Regions from separate parts of the Mus musculus genome. Here all the other regions are linked to region 1. Evidence: chromatin contacts called from public Hi-C and promoter capture Hi-C data. All regions are on one chromosome and are shown on one strand. The core of a region is the stretch at or near the end of the contact, and the rest is flanking DNA. Distances in the headings are between cores, read along the strand shown.

Evidence for each region. Promoter capture Hi-C pulls out the DNA fragments that hold promoters and counts their contacts. Hi-C and Micro-C count contacts between places; a contact is called where the count stands out from the background.
Region 2: a promoter capture Hi-C map of pre-B cells shows a contact between it and region 1, with 2.5 times the contacts expected there. The contact joins the promoter of Msra here to the promoter of Ccdc25 in region 1. A contact is called at or near these places in 3 of 39 promoter capture datasets (the C10 cell line, neutrophils and pre-B cells), 1 of 484 Hi-C or Micro-C datasets (CD4 T cells) and 1 of 9 other capture datasets (liver).
Region 3: a contact with region 1 is called in a Hi-C map of CD8 T cells, with 3 times the contacts expected there. The contact joins the enhancer-like site here to the promoter of Ccdc25 in region 1. A contact is called at or near these places in 3 of 39 promoter capture datasets (the C10 cell line and pre-B cells), 5 of 484 Hi-C or Micro-C datasets (CD4 T cells, CD8 T cells, double positive thymocytes and 1 more), 4 of 115 datasets of contacts at active chromatin or transcription factors (Th17 cells, large pre-B cells, pro-B cells and 1 more) and 1 of 9 other capture datasets (liver).

The regions. Positions count from the first base shown.
Region 1 is chr14:65,835,927-65,838,738 of GRCm38.p6, reverse strand. Ccdc25 (coiled-coil domain containing 25) reads right to left here and starts at 1,437. Exons shown (of 9, transcript NM_145944.5): 1 at 1,255-1,437. The coding sequence starts at 1,282.
Region 2 is chr14:64,439,676-64,442,487 of GRCm38.p6, reverse strand. It overlaps Msra (methionine sulfoxide reductase A), which reads left to right and starts at 1,448. Exons shown (of 6, transcript NM_001253712.1): 1 at 1,448-1,778. The coding sequence starts at 1,643.
Region 3 is chr14:66,872,179-66,874,990 of GRCm38.p6, reverse strand. The region is part of intron 1 of Dpysl2 (dihydropyrimidinase-like 2); the gene reads left to right. Among named protein-coding and RNA genes, the nearest start is that of Gm5464, 4.7 kb to the right of the region's middle. Within about 2 kb of position 1,465, at least 55 of the 459 cell types and tissues checked have an H3K27ac peak or open chromatin away from gene starts, as enhancers often do. A contact at or near this core is called in CD8 T cells, pro-B cells and regulatory T cells, where this site is marked.

The DNA.
Region 1 (2,812 bases), core at 188-2,687:
GAAAAATACCTACAGACATAAAATAATTTTTAGAAGTAGCATGGCTACAAAAAAGAAAAACAAACAAACACCTCACACTGAAGGACGCTTCACAAAATAATGCTTCAGTTAAAAGTATCATGAAAGGCTAGGTAGTACATGCCTTTAATCCCGGCACTGGGGAGGCAGAGCAGAGGGTAGCATGAATTCAAAGCCAGCCTGATCTACACTGTGAGTTCTAGGCCAGCCAAGGGCTACATAATGAGATCCTGTCTCAAAAATAAACAAACTAAAAAGTACTAAGAGACAAAACCACCAAACAATAACTCCAGATCTGGGGACCTAGAAAGTAATGCCAACGTCAGGGAGCCTTCAGGCAGGAGAGTCTATGTTTGAAGCAACCTGAGCCACTCACTGTCTCAAGAAGGGGCAAAAATCAACACAGCAGCCAACTGTGTAAGTAGGGCACTATGCTAAGGAGACAAGACAGACTGCCCCTCAAGAGACCTGCCCGGTAGCTCAAGCAGACACCTTTTAATACCACATGAGAGCAGTCCTAAAGGAATGTTAAGGGGGGTCCAGAAAGAAATGCATATTTTATCTTGACGAGGAAACTGGGTCTCACACAGTGTCTTCAAAAAGGCAAGCGCTATTTTAATGGGGTGAGAGTTTAAAATTAGAAATTGATTCTGGACAATATGGGCAGAGAAACTAAGTTGACGCGGCATTTCCTGGAAACCGAAACAGCTCTTTCTGGCCTTCCAAAACCAACCCAGTAGCCTTAGCAGACGTCCACTGGACCATCACCTCTGCCCAGGGAGGGGCTGTACTAACATTCCAGCCCTCCGATTGCTCTCCGCGGCACCCCAGGCCCTCCCTGCGTAGGAGGGCAAGCTACTCTTCCTGCAGGAGACATCTGCTGGCACCTGTCGCACTGGTCAAGCATCGCTCCAAGGTGCGGGCAGAACGCTAGGGCAAAGGCTTGCGACGGGGACGTGGGGGACTAGGCTGGAACGCACACACGTCCAGGAAGCGTTGGCGGGTCTGTCAAGTGGGGACGAGAATGATTACCGGGTATAAAGAAAGCGGGGGCGCATTCCCGCCGCGACCACCGGGGCCAGGGGACGACCAGGCAGCCGAGGGGACGGCCAAGCAGGGAACCAGAAGGCTCTGGGAGAGGTGCCCGCGGAAGGACGCGGTTCAGGACTAAGTCCAAGCCCAGCGCGGCGGCTGGGGAATGCCGGCTTTGGAAGCAGGGGCCCCGGCGTCACTCACCGCTGCTGCTGGTGAAGTAGAACACCATGATCCTGGTAGAAGAGTGGCGACTCCTACTCAAAACGCGAAGCTTGAGATACCGCCGGCGCGAGGGTGAGCCGGCTTCCAGGCTCTCCTCAGGACACTTCCGGCGGACGTGCCGTCGCGTCACAACGCCGTCCTGTCAGCGCCATCTTTAGTCCTGGCGAAGGGAAGGGTGTTGGCGGAAGAGCAGGTGTCCCGGGGATTTTGAGGATTCCGCTCAAGCGTCTGGTTGAAAGAAATTAGCTGGGGAAATACATCTTGTTTGAAGTCATAAAGAAAAAATACTAAGGGCAGACTTTATTTTCAGAGGCTCTACTAAGTGGACACGAGAGTTGGTCATCGCTTTTTATGTCTTCCCACTCAACCCAATATGGGCTCCATGCGTGCAGAAACTGCCTTTTTCATGCATGGTTAAGGGTCCCTGTAACCATTTCCTCAGGAGGCACTCAGTAAGAACCAATTTTTTTAAAAGATTTATTTATTATTATACGTAAGTACACTGTAGCTGTCTTTAGACACACCAGAAGAGGACATCAGATCTCATTACGGACGATAGTGAGCCACCATGTGGTTGCTGGGTTTTGAACTCCGGGCCTTCGGAAGAGCAGTCAGTGCTCTTTCTTACCCACTGAGCCATCTAACCAGCCCCAAGAACCAATTTTTAAATAAACTCATTCTCCCATTACTTGACATAGGTGAGGGTTTTGTTGTGTTTTTTGTTTGTTGACTTGACCAAACTAGTCAGAATAGAGTTAGGTAATGTTCATCAAACCCTATCTAAGCCTGAGATGGCCTCAGCAAGAATACAAGATGGAAGAAATGCTGCACTGTCTTGCCCAGTCAAACAATGAACTAAATTGCATCGAGGACAGAAGGTTCTCAAATGAATTGTTACTGTTACTACCCAGAGACACTCTCCTTTTTTGGGATTCCGAGTAGGGCTATTTTTTGTTCCTTTAAATCTAATGTCTGCTCCTTATTACCTACAAGACTGAACAAATACCAAACTTCTGAAGTTCAGAACCTCTTGCTATAAATTTACAAAATTCCACAGCCTTCCTAGGTTTGACTTGGAAGTTTTTCTTATTTCTGATAAAGAAAAAATATGAGAGTCCATTTCGGGCTGTATCCCTCCAACAAGCTCCAAAAGTCAGACCACACAAAAGGGCTACAGAAAAGGAGTTTTACCGTCCCTGGAGAGCCTAGTCTTTCATAGAGCAGGAAATTCTAGGCAAGTAGAACCTGATGGTAAAAATGTCCCCTCTTTGGCTTTAACTCTCTCAAAAGAAGAAACTAGCCAGAGTCTCCCACTAAGCAGTTTCCACTATTGTTCTAATTCTTTCACTTTACAAAACCCACTATCATTCTGGGTTTCCTGGTGCTGGTCAATGTTGTAGGCTATCCACCAGAGAAGACTGCTCCAACATGGGTTTAAACCAATAGAAAGTCTTTTTTAGTTGGCCGGATACTACACTGGATGTTTGGGATCCCAGTGCAACATTTTCTCAGTCTTTCCTCAGGGTGAGCTTTTAAA
Region 2 (2,812 bases), core at 199-2,698, 1.4 Mb after region 1:
AGGAAACAACTCAGCCAACACAGCTAGTTTGTTAAATAAGGTTAAACTTGTATGAAGGAAACTTTAAAGAAATTGAGATGCTTCTTTCTTTCAAAATGCTTGCATGAGTATAGTACAACCATTAGGATCATTGAAAACATTTAAACAGTGTACACAGAACCCTCAAAATGTTTAAAGTGGGGCCAGAGAGATGGCTCAGCAGGTAAAAGTGCCTGCCACCAAGCTTGGTGTTTTGAGTTGGATTTCTAGGACCACAAGGCAGGAAAGAAACTTTAGTAAGAGACCCACTACTCTGAATAATAAAACTCTAAACAATGCTTTTACTTTATTTTTTTAAACTCATTTCCCCTTGGTAGGTAAGTAGAAATGTGTGTGTGTGTGTGTGTGTATATATATATATATATATATATCTTACATACTAAATATTATGGACTGTGGTTCTGGGATACCTAACATTACACAAGCAGTTTCCCTTAACATTACAAATTCTTCCGTTACACAGTATTTAGTTACGAAGTTTTTCTTGCATGACCCTTGTTCTGTCAACCACAAAACAGAAAAAGCAAGTCACTGTGTGTCAAAGGGCAGTAAATTACAAGTACAATTTTTTTTAACACATTTTTTTTTAGTGACCAGGCCCTCTTCAAGCCTGGACGGGACATCTTGGATCTTGGGATGGTTTCAGGCAAGGCCTCGTAGAAAGAACCTGCTTGGCATAATGTCACAGCAAAAGCAAGCCACAAGTAAACTGTTGAGAACAAGTTGGCCCAGGAGACTTTTACATTATAAGACAAACACCTTAATCTGTTTAACGTTGTGTGTCTGGCAACATTCTATGCAGTACACTAATCCTAGTCCTTATATTACAGTCCCACATGAACACAAAGTGGTAACTAAACCCACGGAGAAGCTTAGCTTCAAAGCTTCAAATCCCTGTGGGCGCTAATCCTCAGTTCCTTCCTTCATGTGAGACTACCCGCCCATTTTGGCAGTGTGTAAATCAAAAATCTCATACAGGACCTCTGAAATCACTCATCTGGTCCTAGCCACCTAAAGATTAAGGCTAGAGATTCAGTTTAGGAATATTCTCTCATAATTTCTGAAGTCCGTCTGGTCCAACTTCACCATTAACTTCATTCACATAAAGCGTTTAACAATGTATTTGTGCCTACATTGTTTACTTTATGGGCTGTGAGATGCGCTGAAGAATGTATTTATACATTTATACACGTACACACACTATATGTTTATATTTCATGTTGAGTACTTGATCCTTTGTGGTGTTGAGAATTGTGCTTTGGTTTCACTTTGGATCGATGTGACTTATCAAGATGGTTCCGATAGAAATAGACAAATTTCCTAGCTGTCCATCTAGCCATCCTCTTATAGGTCTGCCTTTCTTCTAGCTCGCTGCCTTTTTATGCACACACATTGATTTCCCTTTTCTACTTTGTGGTTGAGTGAGTACATCGCACCCGGAACCCTGGCTGCGGAGGTGGAGAAACGGCAGCAACTCTGACCTCCCGCGGTGGCGCCCAGCCAGCATCAATTTTGGCCCGCGCGGCTTCACGTACTCTGGGAACTTTGTCCCTCAGAGACAGCCAGGCCTGGAGGTCTGCCCCGCGAGACGGACACGCCGCCCATGCTCTCCGCCTCTAGAAGGGCTCTCCAGCTCCTCTCTAGCGCCAACCCGGTACGGAGGATGGGCGACTCAGCTTCGAAAGTCATCTCCGCAGAGGAAGCCTTGCCGGGACGCACCGAGCCGATCCCTGTAACAGGTAAGGTGGCACGGCTGCTGAGCATGCGCGTGGAGCCTGCGCACAGCGCCCTCCCGGAAGAAGACGTGCGGGACCGCGGGTGGGTCCCAGGTCGGAGTCTACGCGTGCGCAAAGAAGCAGCGAATCCCCCCCTCCCCCCAGTTCTCCCGCCCCCCAGCCCGGGAAGGGCGGGAGCTCAGCTGGGCAGTCTCCTGCCTGCGTGCTTCTCTTTGTTTGAGTCTCGCTCTGAAAGACTTTAGCGTTGGGATCGACCCAGCCCGTTTGCTGGTCTGCAGCTCCGTATTTGGGGCTAGTGGAGTCTGGTGGGAGCCCAGCCTTAGTCTTCCTTTTCACCTAGGCCTCTAGGAGCGTCTAGCGGTGCCAGTTCATGGAAGCGCTGGAGGCAGACCTAACAACGCTGGGAACTTAGGTTTTGAAGTGTAATTTTCGGCCAGAGCTGGTTGCAAGAACCCTCCCCAGTTTGTAGTTATTTCAAGGGCATGCTGGGTTGTCTCCCCCGTTTGCAGAAACTCCACGTGCTATGGATGAAGCCTCTAAGAGGTGTCTGTGTGTGCTCCCTTAAGCCCCAGGCGCACGTGAGAAGATCAGCTGATTACCTGTGTGACTCAGTTTTCTCCTTGCACCACTTAGGACCTAGGAGTTGAAATCGGATTGTAGTTCTTGTTGACCTTTTACCTTGTCAGCCCTATTGTAATGTTTCTAACCCCCCACTCTTGGGAGTATTCGTTCCTGAAAGGTTCTCACTGTTCCCAGTACAGAATCCAAGTTCATGTGCTTTCCACTTGGAAAGGGACCTGAATATTTTAGAAAGAGTGGGGACAAAGAGAATGACTTATTTGGTAAGTTAGCAAAACCAGAAGAAGGTGGCCAGGTAAACTGTTTTTTTTTTTTTTTTTTTTCAGGCTCCATTTATCTTCAGGCAGAGAGGGTTGAGGAGAGGGGTTTAGGGCAGGAGCTGACAAATTATAGGCCTCTAGGTATCTTTCTAGTTTGGAGTTAGGCGTCATAAACCTGGAGGCCAGCGATCCGTTGAC
Region 3 (2,812 bases), core at 216-2,715, 1.0 Mb before region 1:
CAGGTGCAGCATGTCTCCCTTGCTGCAAGATCTCTGTTGGCAAAGTGTCGCTCCCTGATTAGAAAGGGAGTGGGAGACAGACTCTCACTCCAGGAGAGGTTTGCTCTCAGACATGGACACACTCTGTCAGGGTTGCTTTATGAAGTGTTGCTGTGGGGCCAGTTTGCTAAGACTGAAGGTCAGAGGCAACAACTCCTGCAGTGGCTCTGCTGTCTTGCATGCAAACGTAGGCCAGACTCTGGTAATTCTGTAATTCTGATGAATAGTGAAGATTTAAGAATGTTGGGCCAGTGGGGGATTTCGCCATCTGTTTTTGTCCATTGTGCCCTGAATGTATTGATAGATATACTCACTGTGCATCTAGACCTCCACAGGCCTATGAGGTGAACGTTATCCTTCCAGTGGGGAGAAACACTAAGCACTGTTTCATTTAAACGTTGGTATCCATCTGTGCTGGTTCTCATGACCGGAAGTCCAAGGCTGCCCGGAGAAACTGGTTTTAGTTGGGGGCAGGGAGAAATAAGACAAGAAAGGGATGGATTTGGGGGATAAGGGAAAGTGTTTTGGAGTGGGGGGTCAAGGATAGAAATCAGTGAAGACAGAGATGTCAGGTAGATCAGCCAAACCTTGCTCCCATACAAGGCAGAGCCTGAGTTCTCCAAATCAAGTGCTTTATCATGAAGACAACAGGCTTGCTGAACTAAGGGGTTCTTGGATTTGAATATTTCTCTTGCTCCAGCAAGAAGCTGTGCTTTATTTGAGGCCTCTTTGGGCTTCACTTTCTCCATCTATATGATAGGATGGGAAGCCCTGGTAGGGCTTGGGGAAAGATGAAAGATTTGTATTGTTTTTTTTTTTTTTTTTTTTGGTATTGAATTTGAACTTTGTTGGGGGTCAAATTCAGGACGTTGCATTTTGGGAGCCAACTCTCCCACTGAGCCAGACCTGCACATGGATTATGTGTTCAAGGTCTCAGCACCATGACTGACGGTGTCAGTCTGTTCTCCATAGATGCTGGTTCCTACCTTATTAGCTGCACAGTGACATTGCATCCGATTGGATTGATATTGAAAGCCAGAGAAGCGGAAAGCTAGCAGTGATGTTTAGCCCTCTTTTGTAGAATGAAAGAGCAGGCCACACTGCACTTTGGAGAGGAGAGGAAGTTCTCAGTAGGGGTGAAAGCTTCCTGCTAGCTCAGTTTCTTGGTTTCCACTTTCAGAAATAGAAGGTTTGGTCCTGTGGCTCAGTGCACAGAGGAAAATAATCTTGCTGAACTCAGCTGTGGAAGATTCAGGCCCTGAGGGTGGAGGCAGGGTCAGATAATTGGTGGGCAGACTGGCTCATATCACTGGGACTTAAAAGCCCTCTCCCAGTGTGAAACCCCAATGCTCCAGGATAAAGGAGTGAACTATGTGCATACTCTTCATTGGCCACCAGGGGGAAGACCTGAGACAGGAAGGCCAGCTAGGTCTGGGTGTCTCCATCAGGGACAGAGACCTCAAGGACATTCTGTATTCACACATACCAGGGTGCAGTGTGTGTAATCCTGAGATCCTTTGGGTGGTGTCTGTGCCAACTGGAGGCTGGAAGAGAAAGCTCGATTCTGTTTGCTTCTGTGGAATACCCTGATTTCCTTTGTGTCCCAATACCCGTCTTGGCCTCATGTAGTCAGGGGATCTTCAGGACCCTTTCAGAGCCCAAAGGGGGCGGGTAGTTCATATGGCCCAGTTCTGGTAAAAGTAGTCTATGACTGTTCTGATGATCCTCACTGAGCCACACCCAAAAGATGCACCCATGGAAGGTGGTAGCTGGTCTGGTCTCATGTATGTCTGCTTAGCTGTCCTTTGGCAATCTGGGCCCTTTGGGGTTTCATAGTCAGAAAAGCAGTCATCCTTGCCTGCACCCATCTGCAGCCCAGCACCCTGGTCAGAGCCTTTTGGTTTTGGCAACCCAGGATCCCTGCTCCTTCTCTTGGCCGCTGTGTCATCCTAACCTCTGCAGACCACATCGGACGGAGGCTGCAGCTCTGGGTAACTGGCCGCAATGGCTCAGGGGGGTGTTGCGGTTTTCTTCTTGGCCACATCTAGATTCCGATCTTCCCGTCAGCATTTTGTTTCCGAGTGTCCCTTCCCTGTGATATTCTCAATGTTGGGCTTCCGCAGCGCCTCAGAAGCAGAAATGGTCACTTCAGCTTTCCACATGGAAGGAAAATGAAACTAAGAACCTTGGAGGGCTGGGTCTGGACAGATACTGTATTGGGCAAACTACTGAGGAACTGAGAGCAGCTAGCTAGTCACCCTGGAGCATCAGATTGACAGCCTTCAGCTCACCACCCCACTTCCTGGCATAAGCACCTTATAAAGCCAGGGTGGGTGTTATCTCTACTCCATTCATCTCCACAAGCCATCTTTTCAAAACATAAAGCTCTCCTGCTGCACTCTTTACAAGGGTGAGCTGTCAGCAAGACTCTGTCACAAGTTCTTAGCACTGTGAGTACAAAGAAAGAAAGAAAGAAAGAAAGAAAGAAAGAAAGAAAGAAAGAAAGAAAGAAAGAAAGAAAAGAGATCTACCCTCCCGCCAGGCTCGGGGCTGAGTTGCACCACACAGTATAGGAGGCACATAGGACAAAGGTATGGATTAGGGAGGAAGGATGAAGAATGATGGAGAGGAAGGAACAACTTCAGAGGATGAGGGCGTGCCTACACAAGAGATGCTTGCCCAGCAAGCACAAGGCCCTGAGTTAGAGCCTTTCTCTGTCCAATCTACTCAAAATATAACTTTAGAAAATATAGTCATGGGGATATTTTCCTAG